Linked DNA regions of Mus musculus: all the other regions are linked to region 2. A link is a contact called in public HiChIP or PLAC-seq data. All regions are on one chromosome and are shown on one strand. Each heading gives the region's core, a stretch centred on a gene start, on an enhancer-like site or on the middle of the called end of the contact. The rest is flanking DNA. Distances are from core to core; before and after follow the strand shown. Region 1 has its middle 40 kb from the start of Gm30500. Region 2 holds the start of Lpar6 (lysophosphatidic acid receptor 6). Region 3 overlaps Fndc3a (fibronectin type III domain containing 3A). Region 4 holds the start of Fndc3a (fibronectin type III domain containing 3A). Region 5 overlaps Fndc3a (fibronectin type III domain containing 3A).

Region 1 (4,297 bases), core at 84-2,583, 710 kb after region 2:
GATGCTTGGGAGTGAATGTGAGCATTGAGGGCTGGAGGAGGGGGAGTCGGCTGCACTTTGGCTGAAGCAGGTTTTAGAACGGCAAGAGAGCAGTGAGAAAGATGTCAAGCACCCCTCATAATGCCCATACTTCCTGCATATATGGAAGAACGGCAGAAGGCTTTTAGTCCAAGTTTCAAGTCCAAAAGGCAAGGAGGAACTTGGGAAGGGAAGTTGATTTTTTTTTTTAATTTGAAATATTTTTTACATTTATTGAAGAAGGGTGACTTTTTAAATTGTTTTGCATCTACTTTTTAATATGCACATGTGTGTACCACAACATTGCATGTGGAGGCCAACAGAGAACTTGTAAGAACCTGTTCTCTCTTCCCACAATGTGGGACATCTCTCCAGCCCGAGACTGACCTTGCAAGCCACAACGGAATGAATGAAAGACTTTGCTAGGCTTGAGGGTTTTTTTTTGGTTTTTTTTGGTTTTTTTTTTTTTTTTGGTTTTTGTTTGTTTGTTTGCTTTTTGTTTTGTTTTGTTCACAAAGATAAAGGCTTTGGCAAGAGGGATGCTGAGAAATGCCAGGGTTAGGGGGACGTGGTGGAGGAGGAGCCAGCTGAGTGGGCCAGCCAAATCCTAGTGAGTCTATCTTGAGTACTACTTTGTACAGGCCCATGAGGACTAAGCTGAAAACACAGAGCCAGATAAGTTGGAAGCTTCCATCAGCTATTGTCAGACTACTAGAAGGTGGCTCATAGTCCAACCGGTTTTCACCTTTTCCCAAAGCTTTGTTCTTTCAAGTGTTGGCATTGTCTGTTTTTAGTTTAAGTTTAAAAGACTCATACAGTGTGAAAACAATCATTTAAGTTCCTGGTTCTTAGTGATTAGTTTTTTTAAATGCTCGTTTGCAGATTTTGGGGGATCCTTAACGCGAGGGCCTATGCCCTCCACCCTCACTTGTAAACTCTCACTTGTATAAGGGCAAGATTTGAGTCTCGTCCATGCTCAGGCAGTGGCTCTGACCTTCCTGGGCTCTGATGCTTGTCTGGACTGCTCTTTTTCGAGTTAGGCTTCCTGATAGAAGAAGCACTTCCTCATCTTTAGGATGCAGCCTAAAGCTTTAGGCTTAGCCCCCCAGGGTTCCTTGCAGTGCGGCCACAGTTGGAAGTCCCTGCAGTACCTAGGAACTAGGAGTATCCAGGCAGGTTCTGGGAGCCGGTCACGTGCGTAGGCGGAGACTGAGCGCAACCAACTAGTGACCTGCACTCTGAGCGGTACTGGCAAGTGAATGAATCCACCATCCTTCCAAGTGCATTTCCTGCGGCGGGATGCGCTGGTTCTCATGCTGCTGCTCGGCGTTCCCCCTTGTGGTGCCGGTGACCACGGTGTGCCCCAACCTGTTCGCGGTGGGTATAAGCGGCCACGTGGTGATGGTGCTGCTGATTGGGCGCTACCAGGACATGTGGATCATCACCAACCTGTACCTGGGCAGCATGGTGGTGATGGGGCTCCCTTCCACCTGTACCGCCTGTGGCGCTCGAGGCCCTGAGGATTCCGGCCGCTTCTCTGCCGCCTATCTCTCTATTTGGGCGAGGGCTGCACCTACGCCGCGCTGCTGCCCAAGACCGCACTCAGTGTGGAGCTCTACCTGCCAAGCGGCTGCCCGCTGTCAGCGCGGGTCCTTGTCATCCGGCATCCGCGCGCTCATTGCCTCGCTCTGGGTTGTGGCGCTGTTCTTAGCTTCTTCTTTCTGGTGGGCGTCCATCAAGATGTCCTCCCCGGCCTCTCTGCGGACCTGGATCACACTTGGCAAATCAACCCCTCGCTCCGCGTCCTGCAGCTTCCTCTTGGGTCCTCGAGGACACCAACGCTGTCCCCGCAATATGGAACCAAGGCTGCAGGAGCGTTCAGCCGCGAGTGCCATCGAGCCCCACTCAGCTAGAGGCTCTGGGGGTCGTGCTGTGGGTCACCACCGCCTATTTCCTGCCCTTCCTGGGCCTCGGTGTCCTCTGCGGGCTCGTCGGCGCTAGCCGTGCAAGAGCCGGGTCCCCGACCAAGGTGCGGAAGGAAAGGGGCCGCCAGCAGACAGTCCGGGTCCTTTCTAAACACTGGGGAGGGCCACTGTAACTCTGATCTTCTCCACCTGTAGATTTGTTCTGCAATACCTGTGGGGGCACCACCTGTGGGGGAACCACCTGTGGGGAGAACCAGCAATGATTCTCCAAAGTCCAGGACAGATAACTGGGGGCTCCTCAGTCTCTGTTAGGTTTGCAATTGGGAGTTTACCCATAGTTCTCTTGAAAAGACGAGGTTGATGGCTGAAGATTCTACTAAATGTTAAGTTATTCTGGAGATTTAGGCAAACCAAATTGGAAAACACACACACAACACCCCAAAACATCACAGACCTGTTGCTAATCGTTTGTAACGAAAACCAACGTATTTCTGAAGCAGAAGCACGCCAAAAACAACTTCTTAGGAGTGGGTGCTCTTTCCGGTGTATAATCAATCATATGTACACATGTATGAACCTACCATACAGCTAGAAAGCAAACATCAATGCAATTTACGACTATATGTATATGTATATGCATATGTATATATATATATATTAGCATGAAGGTCTGTTTGAGTAAAGATTCTAATTTATTTTGCTTGTTACCTTTGCAGGAGTGGGAGAGGGTAGGACTTTATTTTATTTGAATGCTTCTGCTAACTCCGGCGCCTGTGTCTTGTTTCCGCAGCGATGGTGGTGGAGGTTCTGGCATTCATAGTTTGCTTGGTTGCCTTTCCGAGTTGGCAGAATCTTTTTCATGAACACTGAAAATTCCGGGGTAATGCACTCCTCTCGATACTTTAATATGGTCACTCTCCAACTTCTCTACCCGAGTGCATCCATCAAGCCCATCCTCCACAACCTCATGTCCAATTAGTACAAAGCAGCTGTCAGGAAACTGCTTCTGCCGAGACAGTCCAGGCTCGGGGCAGGGAGGGAGGGTCTGTAGAGGCAGTGGGAGGAATCCCGAAGACACTGCTCCACCAAGATGATTTCCTAGCCAGCAGGCGGAATCAATTTGGGAACTTTAGGCCTGTAGAGAAAACTGAAGAGAAGGAGGGGAGGGGATGTTAAAAAGAATACCATGAGCGAAATTTTGCAAGTTGGTTAGGAAATGGCCAGAATGTGGTGGTGGTGTTTGTTTGTTTATTGGTGGTGGGGGGCGGGGTTGCTTTGTTTTTAACTACCATCAAACCAAAACTGTCTTGCTGGTGATGGAACTGGGTCTTGGACTTAGCAAACAGGGCCTGGGTGGCATGATTCGAATCTGGGTTCTGATTTTCTTACCCACCCCAATCCTGGGCTCACCGAAAAGTAAAAGTCAGTGGATGAAAAGTGGTGAATGTATTGAAGACTCCTTTTTAGTATACATTTTCATTTCATTGCTAGGGAGGGTGCCTTAGCCAGAGTGCGGAGGCAGAGGACAGCTTGCTAGAGCTGTTCATCCACCATGTGGGATCCAGGGATCAAACTCAGACCACTGGATGCAGTGCAAAATGTCTTTGCCCACTGAGCAATCTTGCTGGCTCTTGCTTTGGAATTGTTAACTACATGTCTGAAAACTGCTTAAAAGTATAGTTTACAGGGCTGGAGAGATGGCCAAGAGTTTAAATGTGAATATTGTTCTTCCAGAGGATTCAAGTTGGGATCCCAGCATCCATACAGAGTGCTAAAAACCTGGAATCTGGCTCTAGGGGATCTAATGGCCACTCCCACTTGTAGCCTCCTTGGGTGCCCACACAGAAGAGGCATGCATACATACATGCAATGCATGCATGCATACACACATAAATGTGTGGCAAGTGGACCATGCCACCAAATAAAAGAACTGGAAAGGTTGAAGCAGGTTCAAAACCTCAGGAAATCTCAAGATTGACAACAGTAGGCGTGCAGCCAGCTCCCTGACAGGATCCACTTGTCTACGTGTAACCATGACACCCCCACAGAGAGGACCATGACAACCAGTCACATAGCATAAAGACCTGGAGTTCTCTATGCTAATGAGGTATCTAGAGAGACCCAGAGGGTTCAGCCAATGAGCCTCCCTTCCTGGACATCCCTTCCCACAAACAGTGTTTAATCCCTGGTTCACCCTGAATAGGACATACGCATTCATATCCACCATGAATAGAACAGTTTGGACAAGCGAGGACTGCCTCCTCCATCTACCATCACTGTCAGGGGAGACCTTTGTTGTCAAGAGCCATACCTACATTTTCCAGAGAAGGCCTTTTCTCTTTCAGCCCCTCTGT
Region 2 (4,954 bases), core at 1,711-4,210:
ATATATATATACATACATAAACACACATATACATACATATGTGTGTGTGTGTGTGTGTGTGTGTTCATGCTGTATTCAGACTTGAAAGATTAACTTGTTTTACCATACAGGCTAACTGAATTCAAATGTATATCATTTTTCTAAAATTAAAACTTTGCAAAATGCCTTAAATTAGAAGAGGATGTGTTGGAAAATGAAAGTTTTGATGTAGTTGGTATTTTTCTGTCTCAAAGCCATGCCTTTGTCTGTTTTGTATAATGAAAATATAATTGTGCTTAGTAATTTGTCTTTCTAGATTTGTTGCTCTCTATGTAAAGAACTATGTCTTTACTTTATACGTTTAACATTTTTAAAGGTTTTTTTTCCACTTGAAATAACATTTTCAGGCACTCTGTAGTTGATCTAAAGTGAGAGAGGAAAAGAAGTAAAAAAAAAAATCTTAGCTATGTATCACATTCTAAAAACTCAGGCACTTCACTGTCCTGGTGATTTCTAGACCAACATTCTTGAAAATACAAGGTTTTTATTGTACTTTCAAAATAATTTACCTAGCAAGATAACATTTCATTAGTTTCTTTATGCTAAGTTTTTATACTATATATCATTTTGAAATTGGGTGTTGCAGCCAGAATATAAATCAAAATAGTAATTTCAAAATATACTATATAGTTAGATACCTTTTCTTTTTTATGAGTTGCCTAAAAAGATAAAATGTCATGCAGAAAACTGCAGTAGTCTCTTGGAGGAAATGCTCTAAAACTGTGTGACTAGTTCAAACTGGTTTTCTTCACTGTTTACAGTTTAAGGCATGATAAGTACTTTTAATCTAAAATAAAATATAAGTGAAATCTACTTAGTAAACTATTCCGTAAACAACATCTCGGTTCAGTATAAAACCATTTAACAGATTTCTGATTAAATCATTTCATGATATACAAAATTTTAAACGTACAGATATATCACATTATTTAAATCATAATTGCTTTTAGACCTTAACTTTATGGAGTTTTTTTTTTTTAATGAGGAAAAAACACGTTAAAGTGGTTCAAGAAAGTAAAATGGCGTGCATACAAGAATAGAATATATTTTAATGTTTAACACATCAGACACAAACTTCCTTTAAAAATATTTTCTGTTGGAGCCGGAGAGATAGTTCCCAAGAACACAGTTTTCACAGTTGAACACGGAGCAGTCCCAGTGGCTTAGTCAGGCAGCTTATATTGCAGATTCATTATCAAATATCTTATTTTTTAAGGTCTGTAGGTTGTGTTGGATAAAATTCTCAGTGCCCTGAACTTCAGAGAACCTGGAGTCACTTCTTCTAACCGACCAGTTTTTCATTTTTATTGAGTTCTGAATTGTGTCTGAGGTGAAGTAGTAAACAATAGGGTCAAAGCAGCAGTTGGAAACAGCGATGCAGAGAGTGATCGGGTACATGGTCCTCACTGCCGCCACCACAGAGCAGTTAACAAAGGTCTGTGTCCTCATGAGCGAGTACAAAATGAGGTTGATGTTGTAGGGCACAAAACAGAAACAGAAGATGACCAAGTGGACAAAAATCATTTTTAAAACCTTAGTTTTGTTCATTTTGCTTCTACTTAATGTAACAGGTTTATTTAAAGTTCTTAGCACCATACTAGAACAAGTTACGTTCAAAATGAGAGGGATAAAAAAGCCCACTATTTCAATGAAAATCACAATCCTGGAGAGATAAGTTTTCCATGTGGCCGCTGGAAAGTTCTCAAAGCAGGCTTCTGAGGTATTGTTCCCCTGAGAGTGGGTCGACTGAAAGAAAACTGCAGGCGCACTTCCTCCCATCACTGTGAACCACACAGCAATGCAAACGATCTTTGCATTTCGTTTCGTTCTTAAAGTCTTTGACTTAAATGGGTAGACAATTGCCAGAAATCGATCTACACTGATACAGGTTAAGAACAGAATGCTTCCATACATATTGGTGTAAAACAGCATTACTGAAATCTTACAGAGTAGATCTCCAAATGGCCAATTCCGTGTTGCAAAGTAAAAAATCCGAAATGGCAAAGTAAAGACGAAAAGTAAATCTGACATTGCCAGGTTAATCATGTACGTTGTAGTTTCATTTCTCACTTTGAGGGCACAGATGAAAATGTATATCGCAACACAGTTGGATATCAGCCCAAGCACGAAGACCATGCTGAACATGCACCCGTACAGAGTGTACTTAAAGGAGTCGTCATAAGGGCACTGGGAGCCATTGGAGCTTACCATTGTCAGGCAGTGCAGCTTACAGGAGGCCTTTTGTCCGCAGCGCTTGATCGATCGCCTTTGCTATTCAGATGTGGTCACAGCAGCAGCCAGTTTATTTGCAAAGTATTTGTTTCTTTTCCTGTTCTTACAAATACTTTCTTCTCTTAACTCTTCAAAGGAAACATGAAATGTGTTCCGTAAAAGTTTCTAGTAGATTATTCAGGAAAATAGTCTGATTTTCTGGTCGAGAAAATCCATGAGTCTGGAGTTTAGTTAACTGACAGAAAATGCAGTCAAGGAAGCCAACCCATAAAGCTGAAAGTGTAAGGAAAAACTGTTCCAAGTCGGACCAGACCAGTCCGCGTGGAAACTTGTGCTTCAGCCGCCAGGGTCCAAACCAGCTTTACTTCAGTCACAAACACTCGCCGTGCGTCCGTCCGCCCGTCGTCCTCGGGTACTTCTTCCTTCTTTTTATTCTCAAACTTTGTATTTCTACATTGATTCCGGACGGCGATAGGCAGTCGTTTAAGGGATCCCAGATAAATTCCTAAGCATGTTCGCGCTTGCTGAATGGAGAGGCCTTTCGGAGGTTGCCAGCTGTATTGTGAGATGGGCTGTCTCTGAAGTGAGCAAGAAAGCCTTCCCAGATTTGTAATATGACATCACAGGAAGAAGAGGCTGGGTTTGGACAAAGGAAGGCTTCAACCCAGTTGTTTGCAGTTCCTTTAATCTGATAATGTGTCTGCTGGGAATGTACCTAGGAGGCTTGCAAATGGTCACTGGCTGCCCAGCTGAGTTGGGTGTTAACTCTTTTTATGCCAAAATGCTTTCCGGGGATTCTGACAACTTCTCCAAAGTGGTTTGATTTGCTTTAGTTAGTAATAAGTAAGAGAAAGAAAGAAACATAAGGTAGATTCTTTCTCTTCTATTGCTCTTGTAGTTGGGATATTGCCTTCTTTAAAGAAATAAAATGCAGATGGGTGTATATATGTTTATAAATTGAAATGTAGGCGATATGAGTGGCACATTAAAGAACTGTTTGTGCCTGAAGGCAGAACCTTAAGAGTTTATATAAAGCCTTTGACTGAGGCAGGCAGTCCTGCTTCTCTTAGTATCTGGTGTTTTTTAATTGCTCTCCAGCATTTAACTTAATTGGCATGATTGTGAGTAGCTTTAATCCTGGATCTCTTTAGTTTTTGATAAATAATGTTCTAACATTTTTCTTTGAAACTAATTTTCTAGAGCTAGTTCAATTTTAATACACCAAAGACTACATTAAGTATGCCCCCCCCCCGGAGGATTATAACTCAGTAGTGAGAATAGTACTCCAAAACTTTTACTTTTAGTACAGTGTCAGTCTTTTGCCCACAACTTAATATAAGCATAGTGGGAAAGTGTGCTTTGTAAAACGGGCTCCCCCCTTCTGAGTTAATTGAAATAACTTACAGCAGAGAATCTCAGTTCTACTGTTTGTCTAAATGTAGTTTCCATGATTTTATTCTCCTTTCCTCCGTCTCTCCCTTCAGTTTCTTTTACATGTTGGCTGTGTGTTGGGGTATATTCCAGATCTACTTTCATCTCTAAATTTGAAGCTGAAACCCTTCATTTGGGGTCAGTGAAGGCATTTCAGAGCAAGTTTCTCTATAGACACCTTAGTTTACATATTAAGATGTATACTTAAGAGCATGTATCATGTGTTCTATACCTTTTAAATTTGATTACTTTTGATGGTGAATTATAATCTTTTTATTGTTTTGATTAGGAAGTCATCTATGATCAAATAATACAGTCTTATAGGCGGTAAAGATTGAGGGTCTGAACTTCTTTGCTTTGGTTTTGGTGTGGAAAACAGATGCAAATGTGTTCCTATTGGAAGATGGGAACTTTGAGTGCAGTAATGAAAAAAGGGACACTTAATAACATTTTCTTCTCCATGAAGAAACTTTTCTGTTAATAGTTATTTTAGGAAAAATATAAAATTTGAGTGATCCACTTTTAAGTTTCCTTATTGTCATTTTAAAAAACGATTTATTATGTATACAGTGTTTTGCTTGCATGTACACCTACAGTTCAGAAGAGGGCACCAGATCTCACTATAGATGGTTATGAGCACCATGTGGTTGCTGGGAACTGAACTCAGGACCTTAGGAAAAACAGCCAATGTGCTTAACCTCTGAGCTATCTTGCCAGCCCCCTTATTGTCATTTTTACAAATTATAATCGTTTTATGTCCTGGTACTGTCCATGTTTACTTTCATTGTGAAAACATGCATGAATGTGATATACATGCATATATGCAGGCCAGCACTTATACACATAAAAATAAATAGGTCTTTAAAATAAATAAGTAAAATATACTGTCAGCTGATTTTTAGGATGTTGTGATATGTAGATTATACCTTAGTGAAAAAGAGTTGTAGAGGAAAGTCTGTCTAAAAGGGTTACTAATTTGCTGGGCGTGGTAGTACATGCCTTTAATCCTTATACCTAGGTGGGCATGCTGGAAAGATGTCTTAGCATTTTGGAGTACTTCCTGTTCTTTCAAAGGGCCCAGGTTTGATTGTCAGCACCCAATGGCAGCTCAGTCCTGTCTGTAACTCCAGTCCCAGGATATCCAGTACCCACGTCTGACTCTGCAGGCACTGCGTGCACTCAGTGCACAGACATACAAGAAGGCAAAACACTCATACACAGGGGGGAAAAAAACTTACAAAAGGTTTTTACT
Region 3 (4,596 bases), core at 694-3,193, 590 kb after region 2:
TTAGAATATCACAGTGTTATATAAAACTTAGGAGATAAAGCAATTCTGCACAGATAATGAAGTGAAGAATTTTATCATTATCTTGACTGTATTTTAGGACTCTAGATTTCATTTTTCCAGTTTTTTGTTTTATCAGGTTTCAAATGTCAGAAAATTAGTATATAGTTTACTTATAAATGATGAAATTAAATTCACATTTTCACATATAACTTTTTCTCTTAATTCAAGTAGAATCTCATTATCAGTTTATCAATTCCTAAGTGCTGTGTTAAAGTATAATATGTAATCCACAATTGTAAGGTTTGACTCCATCATTTTTACTGAAATTTTTTACTTCTCAGTAAATTTGCCATTAGCTTATTTTTTTCTTTTTGTTTTCTTTTTTCTAGCCTGATTATGACCTATTGAATACTAAAATAAGCACAATGTAGTATGTCCAGTTTTCTAAGGTTAATTAGCTCACATATGCTCAAGAACTAGCTGCACATTTTTCTATACTGATTGGTTCTTTTATTGTTTTGATGAATTCTTCTTCCGTTGTTTCCAGGTTATTCTGGTACAGGTTAATCCAGGGGAAGCCTTTACGATAAGAAGAGAAGATGGACAGTTTCAGTGCATTACAGGTAAGAGGAATAATTTGCTACATTCTGTAACAAGAGAAAATCTGCCTTCTATTTTTCCAGGTAGGTAACAGTGTGTACACTTGTGCGTTCTCCCTGTGTCACAATCACAAGCTTGAGTACTCCAGTCATTTAACTATTGCAGTAGAACTCTAATTAGTCTCTTTCTCCTTTTTTGATTGATCTAACTATAAAATTCTATTGTGTACATTTTATTAGTCAAAAAAAGTAAGTAACGCTAGCCAGGTCTTTCAGTCCTCCAAAGGTCCATTCTGTTTTCTAATATTGTTTTTATTTCCAGTGTGGCCTCAGGCTTTTCTTTTTAAGATCTACACTGTAGCTGTCTTCCTCAGGCTTTTTAAAGAGTCTGCTTGTTAACTGCAAACCTGTCTTGTCTAGTCAGCACGAGTTTCCTTCTCTAGGATTCACCCTTGTCACCTCATTCCAGGTGGTTCTAACCCAACTGCTTTAAACTCAGCTCAGATGTTTTCCCACGTTCACTGCAATCTTCCTTTATTGGACATCGCCTTAGCATTTTGGACTGGATATTTTTCAGCTATTGGGAGCCATCCTATGAATTGTAGTGGGTTTAGTAGAGTTCCCTGTCTTCTATACACTCGTTATTTCTTACCCTCCGAGATTCAGAACAAATAGAAATCTCTCCAGACATCACCATATCCCCTGAGAGGAGGAGCAAAGCAGCCTCCATTTAGTGAGCATTGTGTTCATATATGAAAATGAGGGCTACAGGAAGGTTAGGGTGGCCCCTTCATCCACTGTCACTAGTATCATAAAAGGGGAAACTTGGACAAGAGCGGATGTGGTATGATGACATATGATGAAGATTCAGGTCTTTGACTTGCTTAAATTCACTACCCAAAGATTGCCAACAAAGCCAGAGATAAGCAGTGTCATGGGACAGAAGTCCCCCTTTGTCCATCAGAACAAGCCAACCTTTCCAGCAGCTCAGTACCCTTATCACTGAGATAGTAAGATTCTGTCAGCAAACAGACAAACAAAAAGTCAGTGTCTTTGGAGTTAGAGAAGCTGAGTTAAACATTAGCTGTTTCTTAGTAGCTTGTTATAAGGTGCTGTGGGTTATTTAAGTTCAGTAATACATTTCGTATCAGTTCAGCTCTTGTTCCCATCAGTATTAGATCAGGGTAAGAATAACTGCCTTACTTGGGGTCTTATTGCTGTTTAGAGACACCGTGACCATGGCAGCTCTTATAAAGGAAAACATTTAATTGGGGCTGGCTTGTAGGTTAGATGTTTAGTCCATTATTGTCAAGGTGGGAAGCATGGTGGCATTCAGGTAGACAGGATGTTGGAGAGGTAGCTGAGGATTCTATATTTGGATTTGAAGGCAGCAGGAAGAGACAGTTAGCCACTAGGCCTGGCTTGAGCTTCTGAGAACTCAAAGCCCACCCCAGTGATATACTTTCTCTTACAAGGCCATGCTTACTCCAACAAGACCTTATAGTGCTACTCCCTGTGGGATTGTGGGGGGCATTTCCATTCAAACCACCACATTCATAAGCATACATTATACTTGAAACTGGACCTGTTACCTCTGCAGTACTCAGCAAATAGAGATATTGTGAGTTCTGGGTGTAACTGCTAAGAGAAGGTGAGCCCAGACTGCTTTGAAACCCCTTGATACCAGCTGTTGAGAAACTGACTTCCCAGGTGCCTTTGTACTGTACCTGCGTGCAACATTCCTTTTAGTTGTTAGGAAATTACGTATGTTATGTTTAATTTGAAGTGCTTATTTTACCTTTCAACTAGTACTAGTACCTGAACGCTTTGGATTTGTATTTTTTACAATTCTTTGTATCCTTTTTGGTTCTTACTACTACCTAATAGTCATGGCTTTAAATTAAAGAATCCATGGAGGTGGGTCACTCCCTACCTTGTTAACATCTAGACTGTAATACTTCTGAGGGTGAAGGACTCGTCACACTCTCTGATTAGCATTGGCTGTGATACCATAGGCTGACAGTTTTCAGTGCCCCTTTCCTATCACTACATAGCTGAGCCTGATGGTGAATCTTTTAAAATACCTTAGCCAGGAGTCACAAGTCAAACTTGGAACCCTACATGTATTAGAAATATCACTAAGTTAATCTAAAATATCTGTGCTGCAGTTGGGTAATACACAAATAATCAATATTCCTGAAAGGATCTAGACAAGAGAATATATAAGCAGTATAGACATTTAAAAAGCTTTGCCATCTTTACTAACTTTTCTTCAAATAGAATTTTTTGTTTTCACTATGAATCACATGGAATATAAATTTCTGATCACATAGCTTACTTGTGTGCCTTCCAGATTATTCATAAATATTAATCAAGAAAGCATTTTAATTAATATAATATTGATTTTCCCCAATACACTAGCAGATGAAAAAACAGATTGTTTTATTGTATTTTAAAATGTAGGGATGGCTTAATCTCAGAATGATAAACAGCTTGTATTTCAAGAGTCAGTTTGTGGCTGCATCCTGTAAGTTATCTCTTCATAACTCCTTTCATTTGATTTTAATATCTAGCAGCAACAGCCTCCTGCAGGACCTGAAGAGTTGTGTACTGTACAGACTGCCTCAGTGTTCACCAGACCTTAAGGGAGCTGACTCCTGTATCAGCATTCTGTACAAGGACACATTTCTGTGCTTTACTGGGGAACAGTCTTTTCTCTCTATAGTAGTAATAATAATAATAATAGTTGGAAACTTTATTTTTAAATTACTGCGTAGATTTTTTTAATGAAGGAAAAAGAATAAAGCTCTCTTATTTTATGTTTGCATCTGTCCAGAATTATCAAGTGTGTTGTCTAGTTTTATGCCAATTTGACACAAACTAGAGTCTTCTGTAAGGAAGACCTTCAATTGAGAAAATTCCTCTATAAGATCAGGCTGTAGGGCATTTTTCTAATTAGTGATTGATGGGGGAGGACCCAACATACAGTGAGTGGTGCCATCCCTGGGCTGGTGGTCCTGGGTTCTGTAAGAAAACAGGCTGAGCAAATCCTGAAGAGCAAGCCAGTAAGCAGCACTCCTTTGTTGCCTATAGATCTGCTTCCCACTTTAGGTCCCAGCCCTGTTTGAGTTCCTGTCCTGACTTCCTTAGCTGATAAACAGAAATATGGAAGCATAAGTTGAATAACCCCATTCTTCCCTAGTTTGCTTTTGGTCATGGTATTTCATCCCAGCAATAGAACCCATAACTAAGATGAGAGAGGTCTGCATGTGAAAGAGGAGAAGGAATAAGTGAAGACTGGTTTGGAGAGAAGCCTATAGGGAAAAAGTTAATGGATATTTGATCTCCTCTCCTCCCCTCTGTAAGACCCTTTCTGGATTTGAGCTGTAGAAAGAAGAAAGTGCAGCAACAGAGGAGAAGCAGCCACCAAGAGAATGAGTGCCTCGGGGGATGAAAATCAGGGCAGTGGAGTTGAGAGAAAAAACAGGTTCCTTGCGGCTTTTACTGTTCTCATAAAAGAAAATCTCCATAGGAGCATATAAAAGATGAGGTAGGGTTAGCATAAATATATGTTTGAATGCCTCCCTTAGAAGAATTCATAGAAACAAAGACTAGATTAAAACTTTAGATAGGTCTAAATTGCTGCCACCTTCATTGGACTCTCATAATTAGTGAGGTCCACTTAGTTATGGCCAGAGCTTAATTTGTACCTTTCTACCACAGCACAGTTCATTGAAGAATAAACTACTGATCATGTTTTCCGTGTGAGTACATGAAGTCTGAGTATGCTGTGCTAGTTCCTGGAATTGGGGGGAAACCAACTCATGGTTCTTATCTTTTAAGACTGTAGTGTAACAATGCTAGTGATGTAGCTTGGTAGTAGAGCCCAATAAGGCCCTGAGTTGGACCCCAGACTAAAAACAACAACAGCAACAACAAATACCCAGTGTATTAATTAAGGAATGAAAAGGTGAACAGTTGTGTCAGTGCAGTGATC
Region 4 (4,701 bases), core at 2,087-4,586, 530 kb after region 2:
TTATACTGGGTGATTTTTTTTTTTAAGGGCCCTCTCCTCCCCTGGGGAAATTATGTCTATTTTACACTACTGTCTGCCAGAGAGGAAATGTCCTTGGAAAGATAATCTACAAGGAAAGCTGTTGGTGACATGAGACACCATGGTTATCTGTCTTCCAACTCATTTATCCATCTCCTGACAGTGATCTGTCATTTCCTAGTTTTATAAGCCCACAACCTAAAATACCAAAAGGAACCTCGAAGGACAGCAACACTCAGGAAATATTTTTGGTATTTTCTATGTGCCAGGTACTACACAGGTCAATATAGACACCATCTGTTTTGTTATGAGCAACAGGAGCAGTACTCAGATATACAGAAATGTAATTGTACATTGTGGTAAATCATAAGAACTAAAAATACATGGTGATGGGATTGTTGATATCAATCAGGGATCTTAACCTTATCTGGGGTGTTAGATTTTGCTCTCCCGAACCCCGAGAAAATGTCCTATTCAAACTGAGCCCTGAAGAGTAAGTAGGGGATAACGGTTAAAAGGAAGAAGGGCGGGTATACAGAGCATACAACTATTCCAATCAGAGTACAACCGAAAAAACCGAAATGGTCAGGAAATCCTCAGCCCAGGAAGCAAGGGAAGAGTTATACGACACTGTGTTTAAAGGTCACCGAAAGAACTCTAGTTTTATTCTAGAGTAATAATAAATTATTTGAAAGTATTATGTAACAAGTGACATAGTCTTATTTGCCTTTTGAAAGATCATTTTGGCTGCAAAGTAGAGAACACACAGATTATCTGCAATTAGACCAAGTTAGCTCTGTAGTGACAGGAAAGAGGCGGAGTCATTAGGGGGGTTTTGGAGGAAACATTTCTAGGAGTTGGCACAGCAACAGATATGGGAGACAGAGTGAGGGAAATATCAGGAAGGATTGTTAGATGTTTGATTTGATGAGCTGAAGAACCAGGAAACCATGAAGTTGGGCCAAACCTTGCAAACCTAGGACATTTTGTAGCATGCCCGTCGGTAAAGAAACTGATGATGTGGAGGACTTTGGCACTGAATGCAAGAGTCTGGGTTCCAGGTGAGCAGAGATGTGAAAGTAGATGTGATAGCTTACACTATGGTTCGGTGACACAGCCTAGGCTAAGAGAGTTTAAGGAAAGCCCTTCAAAGGGACTTTAAGTTGTCCTGGGGTGCTGTGGAGAGGGTCAAGTGGTGTGTCACAGGCAGAGAGAAGAATGGGAATATGCGCAGAGAGTAGAGACAGTATGCAGGAAAAGAGGAGGCAAGTCTAAGAAAGAATGGTGTTCAAAGTGTTCACTGTGGCTGGAACTCAAGGAGGGTGAAGGTTGGAAATGGTTATTTATTCACTGATGAGGGAAAGAAATGTCTGCTCAAAGCCAACGTAGATTCCTGTGTCTCTCTGGCTAGGGTGATTTATGTCTTTCTTTCTCCCCAAAGGATATAAATCCCTCAGTTTTCCCCCTCCTCCTCACAGCATTGTGCACCATATCAAAGTGTCTAGGTCTACTTCAGTGATGTCTTGAATTACATGCCCTTGTCTCCTTCAACTAGTCTATTATTTTTTACTTTGCCTGTGGCATGTAGATGGGCTTTAAACATACTTATAAAAATGCAGGTTATTCTTAAGTTCATTTTTTATTTTTAATTTTTTTCATTATTATTATTTTTTGTCTACCACTGAATCATGGAACCAGAATCTTGAGGGAGTAGCGGTAGGATTCGGCATTTTTACGAAGTTTACAAGAGCAATGCTTTGGAAAATACTAGTTTGGAGTTAACTTTGGAGACTTTAGCCTCCAACCGAACAAGAGTTGGGCAGCAGTAAGGGGAAGCCACACAAGTCCTCCACATTCAGATATAAACTCTCCTATTGCAAAACAATGAGCAGTTATACTTCTGTTATTCCAAGCTCAGCTTTCCAGTAATTTTGTCTGGAAGAGGGCCAAAGCTGGAAGTTAAGAAAATGAAACATTTCTCTCAGGGAAAGGACTTTTGCCCCCTCTCCCCAACCCCCAAATATCTCAAGATGCAATTTGATAGAATCACTATCCTACTTGTTGACGGGAAGAAAAATAACCTCTCATTAGCTAGCTGTGGATACAAACATCGGATCAATCATTGCCTGCAGCCATAGCAAAAAGTAGGTGGAGAAGGAAGAAAGCGGGGCTTAAAAAACACCACCACAGGAAAATAGAAATGGTTAAAGTGGATGTACAGGCAGATGAACACAAGCCAAGTGAGGGGTCTTTAAGAAAAGTAAGAACACTGCAAATAAAACAGCACCAAGGTGGGGATTTTATACACTCGCGCACACCTCTGCAATCCCATGGGACTTTGGTACTGTCTGAGTATCTTATTTGATATTCAATGATCCACTAAGAATTTCATTATCCAGTTCTGTTTTGTTTTTTTCTTTTTTAAGAACGTAAGAAATTCGTACATCTTCGAGAGATTTCTGTCAAATGATTAAAAAAAAAAAAAAGATTGCCACCTTAAAACGCAGCGCAACCAATAAACTGAACTACAAGTCAGACGTGGAACCTGGTTTCATCAGTCACCAGTTTTGGCTGGACAGGGGGAGGACTCAGGTTCCCAAAGACGACCCTCTCCCTAAGGCTTCCGGTGAAACTGCAAAAGTAAGCAGTCCGGGCCGGCCCTCAGGCGCTACTGCAGCGTCCCCCCCACCGCCCCCCCATCGCTCGAGGCTTAAGGAAATTGTCGCCGCCTCCGCTTCGCTCTCCGCGGTGGCAGACGTCAAGGTAACGGGTTTCCACTAGATTCGGCTGGTCCGAGTCCAGAACCTTTAAGCTGTGCGTTTCTGAAAGACGTAAATCTGTTTCGTGGGTGCTAGAAAATGCCGGGGCTCTAACCGTCTGGGAGTGGGAAGGTCTGAGCCCACTTCGGGGCGCTTCCCCGTCCGGGGCTTGCCTCTAAAAGCACCTGCCGGCATCCTAAGTTCTGGGGCTTGCCGAGAGGGGCTGACACGGTTCGTCTCTGGGGGCGGTGGGTGGGGGGCGCTTTCTAAACTGCATTCGGAATGGCGTGTGGGGCCCCGGATACGTCAATCATCCGCACAGTTCCCGGGCTCTGGGAGAGCGGCACCGGAGCTCGCATGCCACACACACTTGCGGGCCCGGGAAGCCTCGGCTTGCGGGGCGGCGGGCGAGCGGGTTCGGGTGCGCGCGCTCGAGCTCGTGTGTGTGTGTGTGTGTGTGTGTGCGCGCGCGGGGGCTCCGGGTCCAGGCGGCCGGGGGCGCCGTCGGCGGGGCTCGCGCAGCCGCACTGGGCGCGCCGACTCCGGGCTCCTCCTCCCGGCTCCGTAGTAATCATGGCGGCGGCGGCATTCGCGGTCCCTCGGGTGAAACAGAAAGCGGGAGCTACGCGGAGAGGGAGCGAAGAGCGGGGCTGAGGCGGCGGCGCCGTCACTGCCGGGAAACACCCCTCCCCAACAACCCCCCTCCACAGCAGTCAGCGCAGCGGCGGCCGCGGGAGCCCCGGCCCACCGCCAAGCGAGTGAGAGGACGAGCCGGAGCCTCGCAGGAGAGACGCCCGGGGTGGGGGATCCGCCTTCCTTCGCTTCGGAGCGGCGGGATTCGGAGGTGAGAGCCGGCAGGGGGACGCCGGAGCCCGCGTCGGGGAAACCGTTAGGCTGGGGCTGCGGGCCGCGCCGCCGGAGGGCTGAGCCCGTCGGGGAGGGCGGGCGGACGGGCGACGCCCCCACGCGAGGCCGCGCCGTCCGCGGGGTGACGGACCCGGGACGCGGCGGGGACGTGCGCGACACCTGCCGGGGCTCGGCGACAGCGGAGCGCTGCCTGCGCACCTGAGGGTTAAATCCTCGAAAACACGCCCTTCGGGTCTGCGCCCGCCTGCCTGGCCGCCCGGGCGGCCGCCGCAGCCGGTGCCTGGCGGCTCCTCTTCCCCAGGTAAGGCAACCACCTGTTCGGTCGGTGGCGAGGAGGAAGGGAGGCTGCGGTGCTCGCCCAGCTCGGCAGCCTGCGTGGGTGAACTTTTGACACGACTCTGGGAAAGGGCGGCACGCGCTGGGTGAAGGAAAAGGAGCGAGTAATTTCGACGTCAGATCGCTAGCGCTTGCTGCTTTTACCGTGTGTGATAGGTAATTGTAGTTTTATTAAACTATCACCTTTCATAAAAAGCATTGGGGGGTATTCGTGTGTGTGTGTGTGTGTGTGTGTGTGTGAGAGAGAGAGAGAGAGAGAGAGAGAGAGAGAGAGAGAGAGGGAGGGAGAGAGAGAGAGAGATTGCTGAGGGTGCTAAGGATGGTGAGCTAGAGATTATTTATTTTAGTGAGACTGTAAGTTCCTTTGGGCACCTTCTCGGCTGTCCGTCTACTAACTGACAGTGGCAGGCGGACAAGGCTTTCCCTCTTTTTGTATTATAATCTTGAAGTGCTCACGGGTAGACTTTAAAAAACACCGAGCCACATAATGATGTTGCTGCATCCTATTGTGGTCTGTTTCAGTTCTTGAAACCCAAGTTTGTGCGTGTTGTAAGAAGCAAATAAGCATCGCCTCTCAGCCTCTTGGCTAAGATGAGTTGTAAGAATGAAAGAGCAGTTGAAGCTTTTCTGTAATATTTGAATCACTATGCTTTTGCCAGTATCAGTACGAAACATATGCCAGTCAAAACCGAGCCATATGTCAGACAGAAGCAAATTGAGA
Region 5 (4,223 bases), core at 112-2,611, 550 kb after region 2:
CAGAACTATATATAATAAGTATAATAGCAATATAATAAGGGAAATATTTGAAATAAGTATTTATAGAAATGGGCATTCTTGTCTTTTCCTGATCTTGAAGAAAAACTTCCAGGCTTAGTTATTACATATAATCTTCCCTGTGGTTTTTTATATATAGTCTTTATTTTTTTTGCTTTCAGTTTTTATCTTTTTCATGAATGAGTATTGAATTTATTGAATGGTTTTACTAGACAGTTTGAGATGATGTGGTCTTTAACTTTCAAAGATTATTGTATTGAAAAAATGTACAGAACAGTACATGAAAGATGAACATGTAGTGTTTACAATTTAGTAGTTGTGGTCCATTTAACAGCTCCTGGGTCAAGTCACAGAGCAGAGTCAGCATCCCAGAAACTGTTACCTGCCCCCATCTTTAACTCCCCAGAGGCAACCAGTGTGTTGATTTAACAATAAATTGTGTTTGAGCTTTCTTCAAAGTTGAACAGTATGTATTCTCTTTGTTTTTCACTCACATTGTATTTGAGAAATTTTACTCCCTGTTCTCTGAATTGACAGTTTATTATTTTCTTTGGTTTATATAGTTATTGAATAGATTGGTTGATTTCTAAGGGGCATTAGGTTGTCTCTGGTTTTAAAGGACTATTAAATCAAGTTGCTACAAACTCATATACTTACATGTGTGTTGGTCCACTTATATTTCAATAAGTGCATGCATTACTTTTGGGCATCTGTTGTGAGTCTTTGTGGTCAGAGCATAAACAGCATCCACTACATGTATGTGCCCAGCTTTGGTAGATAGGACTGTGGATCTAAGTGGTAGTGCCTGCCTCACTTGGCCTGGCTTCAAACCCTAGCATGAGAAACAAACTTTGATAGATTCTAGAAGAGTTTTTTCAAAATGATTGTAGGACTTTGTTAGTTACTGATTGCTATTTTGTTAGTTTCAATGCCACTTGACATAGTCAGTCTTAGACAGGTTTTCTCCTCCTAAGGGTGCCCACCCAGTCATATGCCATTCCAAGTTCAAATTAATTTTCCAAACCAATATATGATTTTGAGAATATTTTGTTTATTGGTACTTTGAATTCCTTCAGTTGTCTGTGGTGTAACTCAGTCCTCAGTCCACACACACACAAAAAGGAAAAAGAGAAGAGAAATGAGTGCAGTGAGGAGGAGGAGGAGCTTGTGGCCTTGTGGACCCAGGGGACCATAGCAGAGGAGGGTTGGAGTCTACCTGCATGACACCGAGAGGCTGTCTGTTAATGAAATACAAGTTCATTGCTATTATAACAAGGAGAAGGGGGAGGGAGGGGTGAAGGAAGAAAAAGAAAGAGGAAGCGGGGAACAAAAATGAAGTACTTACACACTCTCTTTAATTGGGAGTTTACTTCCTGAAAGTGTCTGCTCTTACATAATAAAATTGTGAGATTTGCAAGAGTCAAAATAACATAAAGATTCTTTGCCGCCTTAAAATTCTTTGTAAATTCCACAGAGAAATTATTTGATGTGATTCACAGTATTACGTTTTGTCAGTCTTTTAATAGTTTAGTAATGTACATTATGGCAGAAGTTAATGTGTTCATATGCATGTGTATGTAGTATAAACACTGTCTAAGTGGTGTGCCTTTCCATGAGTCAGCTAATCATATACAGTGTTCTCTATTGCCATTTTTAGTGTGAAATCATCAATAAGTACCTGTGTTGAATGCATTTTAAGAGTCTCAGCACTTTCTAATACAGCTAAACAGAAAATTGTTGTCAAGTTGAGTCAACTTCTATGGGAGTTTCTATGCAGATTCAACATTTTAAAATAGTGTGAATTTCATCTTTGAAAATTGAATGTCTTGTCCCTTAGCACTGACTTGGTGAATGTGACAGGCATCCAGAAATGACTCCATAAAGCTCAGCGTCGACTTAGTAGCACGTGTGACTGTGGTCATTTTGCTCAGTTTGCTGATGTTTATTGGTTCATGCAGTATAAACTAATCCTACCATCCCACCTTGCCGTATGAGTGCTAGTACACCCTTTCATTCACATAAGATTCATTGTGCTGTACAGTTGTTCTCAGAGCAGATGAATGGATACTGGAAGAGCTTAAAACTTAAAATTTGAAGGCTCTTGCCCTGATCCTGAACAACTCCCCCCTCCCCCTTAAACTGTGTTACTTTGTGTGAGGATTCAGTAGAAAATCATGATTCTTTTTGTATAGTGCCTCAAGGCAAACAGGACGATGAGGGAGATTGAGCCTTTGTAATTTTACCTTGTCAGCTCAAAGAAAAGTGTCAGAGGTACGGTTACCTCATTCAGCCATTGCAGCTTGATGTCTTTCAGGATGTAGATTGAATAGTGATGAGTAAATTAAATTCCCTATCTAGGAATGGAAGGATGGAGATGCAGAAAGTGTAAATAGAGCTTCTGGTATTAGCGTTAGGTTGAGGATAACTAATAGTTACCTTGGTTGGGTTGTATGAAATACATTTTCCCAAGTAGTTGATTGAAAAAGAAGTCAGGTGATCTTTTTGGTCTTCCTTGGACAGTTTGTTTGTTAGTGAGGCAATTCCTGATTGTATTTTAATGTATTTTCTGGATGTATACTTCAGTGGTTATGTCTTTTTGTTTTGCAGAGTTGGAGGGCTTTCCGGTATATTGATGCCTTATTGATAATGGCAGAACACCCGCCTTTGCTAGACACAGCTCAGATTTTAAGTAGCGACATCTCTCTTCTGTCTGCCCCTATTGTAAGTGCAGATGGAACACAACAGGTAAGGAAACAGAAATATGTTTTACCTCATGTCTTTGTCATTGTGGATTTTTTAGCCTAAAGGGCTGCTGTCTTTGCTATTGAATAACCAGTAGAAGTAGGCTTTTGTTTTTGCTTTCCCCTAGGAAAGTTTTGTCTTGGTTTTTGTTTTCATATGTGCTCACACACCTTCTTAAGCTTCACCTTCTTTTTGCTGACTTGCTTTTCAGGGTCAGATGGAAGTCCTGTAAGGTTTTATTTTCCCCCACACTAATCACAGCTGTGGCAGATACTTATGTACTTTCATGAGTCCCTGATAGATTTTTGTTAACATATGTTGCCTGAGGCCAGTCACTGACTTCAATATGAATCTATTAATGAGTTAACCACAGCATATTGCCCTGGTTGCCTGGTAATAACTGTATTCTGTTGCCCTGGTTGCCTGGTAATAACTGTATTCTGTTGCCCTGGTTGCCTGTTAATAACTGTATTCTGTTGCCCTGGTTGCCTGTTAATAACTGTATTCTGTTGCCCTGGTTGCCTGTTAATAACTGTATTCTGTTGCCCTGGTTGCCTGTTAATAACTGTATTCTGTTGCCCTGGTTGCCTGGTAATAACTGTATTCTGTTGCCCTGGTTGCCTGGTAATAACTGTATTCTGTTGCCCTGGTTGCCTGTTAATAACTGTATTCTGTTGCCCTGGTTGCCTGGTAATAACTGTATTCTGTTGCCCTGGTTGCCTGGTAATAACTGTATTCTGTTGCCCTGGTTGCCTGTTAATAACTGTATTCTGTTGCCCTGGTTGCCTGTTAATAACTGTATTCTGTTGCCCTGGTTGCCTGGTAATAACTGTATTCTGTTGCCCTGGTTGCCTGGTAATAACTGTATTCTTCTGTTGCCCTGGTTGCCTGGTAATAACTGTATTCTGTTGCCCTGGTTGCCTGGTAATAACTGTATTCTGTTGCCCTGGTTGCCTGTTAATAACTGTATTCTGTTGCCCTGGTTGCCTGGTAATAACTGTATTCTGTTGCCCTGGTTGCCTGGTAATAACTGTATTCTGTTGCCCTGGTTGCCTGGTAATAACTGTATTCTGTTGCCCTGGTTGCCTGTTAATAACTGTATTCTGTTGCCCTGGTTGCCTGGTAATAACTGTATTCTGTTGCCCTGGTTGCCTGTTAATAACTGTATTCTGTTGCCCTGGTTGCCTGGTAATAACTGTATTCTGTTGCCCTGGTTGCCTGGTAATAACTGTATTCTGTTGCCCTGGTTGCCTGGTAATAACTGTATTCTTCTGTTGCCCTGGTTGCCTGGTAATAACTGTATTCTGTTGCCCTGGTTGCCTGGTAATAACTATATTCTGTTGCCCTGGTTGCCTGGTAATAACTGTATTCTGTTGCCCTGGTTGCCTGGTAATAACTGTATTCTGTTGCCCTGGTTGCCTGGTAATAACTGTATTCTTCTGTTGCCCTGGTTGCCTGGTAAT

Evidence for each region. HiChIP or PLAC-seq counts read pairs in DNA pulled down with a chosen protein or histone mark.
Region 1: a contact with region 2 is called in an H3K4me3 HiChIP or PLAC-seq map of neural tube, with 4 times the contacts expected there. The contact joins the enhancer-like site here to the promoter of Lpar6 in region 2. A contact is called at or near these places in 2 of 39 promoter capture datasets (embryonic stem cells and stem cell-derived epiblast-like cells), 2 of 115 datasets of contacts at active chromatin or transcription factors (embryonic stem cells and neural tube) and 2 of 9 other capture datasets (adipose tissue and macrophages).
Region 3: an H3K27ac HiChIP or PLAC-seq map of extraembryonic endoderm stem cells shows a contact between it and region 2. The contact joins the enhancer-like site here to the promoter of Lpar6 in region 2. A contact is called at or near these places in 4 of 115 datasets of contacts at active chromatin or transcription factors (bone marrow-derived macrophages, extraembryonic endoderm stem cells, microglia and 1 more).
Region 4: an H3K27ac HiChIP or PLAC-seq map of extraembryonic endoderm stem cells shows a contact between it and region 2, with 2.9 times the contacts expected there. The contact joins the promoter of Fndc3a here to the promoter of Lpar6 in region 2. A contact is called at or near these places in 5 of 39 promoter capture datasets (the C10 cell line, embryonic stem cells, liver and 2 more), 5 of 484 Hi-C or Micro-C datasets (LSK cells, embryonic stem cells, granulosa cells and 1 more), 7 of 115 datasets of contacts at active chromatin or transcription factors (DN3 thymocytes, astrocytes, cardiomyocytes and 4 more) and 1 of 9 other capture datasets (adipose tissue).
Region 5: a contact with region 2 is called in an H3K27ac HiChIP or PLAC-seq map of acute myeloid leukemia, with 5 times the contacts expected there. The contact joins the enhancer-like site here to the promoter of Lpar6 in region 2. A contact is called at or near these places in 2 of 39 promoter capture datasets (the C10 cell line and neutrophils), 1 of 15 datasets of contacts at CTCF or cohesin (CD8 T cells) and 2 of 115 datasets of contacts at active chromatin or transcription factors (DN3 thymocytes and acute myeloid leukemia).

The regions. Positions count from the first base shown.
Region 1 is chr14:72,529,692-72,533,988 of GRCm38.p6, reverse strand. It overlaps the pseudogene Mlnr-ps. Among named protein-coding and RNA genes, the nearest start is that of Gm30500, 40 kb to the right of the region's middle. Within about 2 kb of position 1,333, at least 58 of the 459 cell types and tissues checked have an H3K27ac peak or open chromatin away from gene starts, as enhancers often do. A contact at or near this core is called in neural tube, where this site is marked.
Region 2 is chr14:73,235,897-73,240,850 of GRCm38.p6, reverse strand. It overlaps Lpar6 (lysophosphatidic acid receptor 6), which reads right to left and starts at 2,960. Exons shown (of 1, transcript NM_175116.4): 1 at 493-2,960. The coding sequence starts at 2,250. The coding sequence ends at 1,216. All of the region lies in intron 17 of Rb1 (RB transcriptional corepressor 1), which reads left to right. RefSeq lists an enhancer at 4,525-4,954.
Region 3 is chr14:72,648,043-72,652,638 of GRCm38.p6, reverse strand. Fndc3a (fibronectin type III domain containing 3A) reads left to right here. Exons shown (of 26, transcript NM_207636.2): 3 at 548-623. Among named protein-coding and RNA genes, the nearest start is that of Fndc3a, 60 kb to the left of the region's middle. Within about 2 kb of position 1,943, at least 7 of the 459 cell types and tissues checked have an H3K27ac peak or open chromatin away from gene starts, as enhancers often do. A contact at or near this core is called in extraembryonic endoderm stem cells, where this site is marked.
Region 4 is chr14:72,708,638-72,713,338 of GRCm38.p6, reverse strand. It overlaps Fndc3a (fibronectin type III domain containing 3A), which reads left to right and starts at 3,336. Exons shown (of 26, transcript NM_207636.2): 1 at 3,336-3,621.
Region 5 is chr14:72,682,174-72,686,396 of GRCm38.p6, reverse strand. It overlaps Fndc3a (fibronectin type III domain containing 3A), which reads left to right. Exons shown (of 26, transcript NM_207636.2): 2 at 2,626-2,763. The coding sequence starts at 2,665. Among named protein-coding and RNA genes, the nearest start is that of Fndc3a, 26 kb to the left of the region's middle. Within about 2 kb of position 1,361, at least 34 of the 459 cell types and tissues checked have an H3K27ac peak or open chromatin away from gene starts, as enhancers often do. A contact at or near this core is called in acute myeloid leukemia, where this site is marked.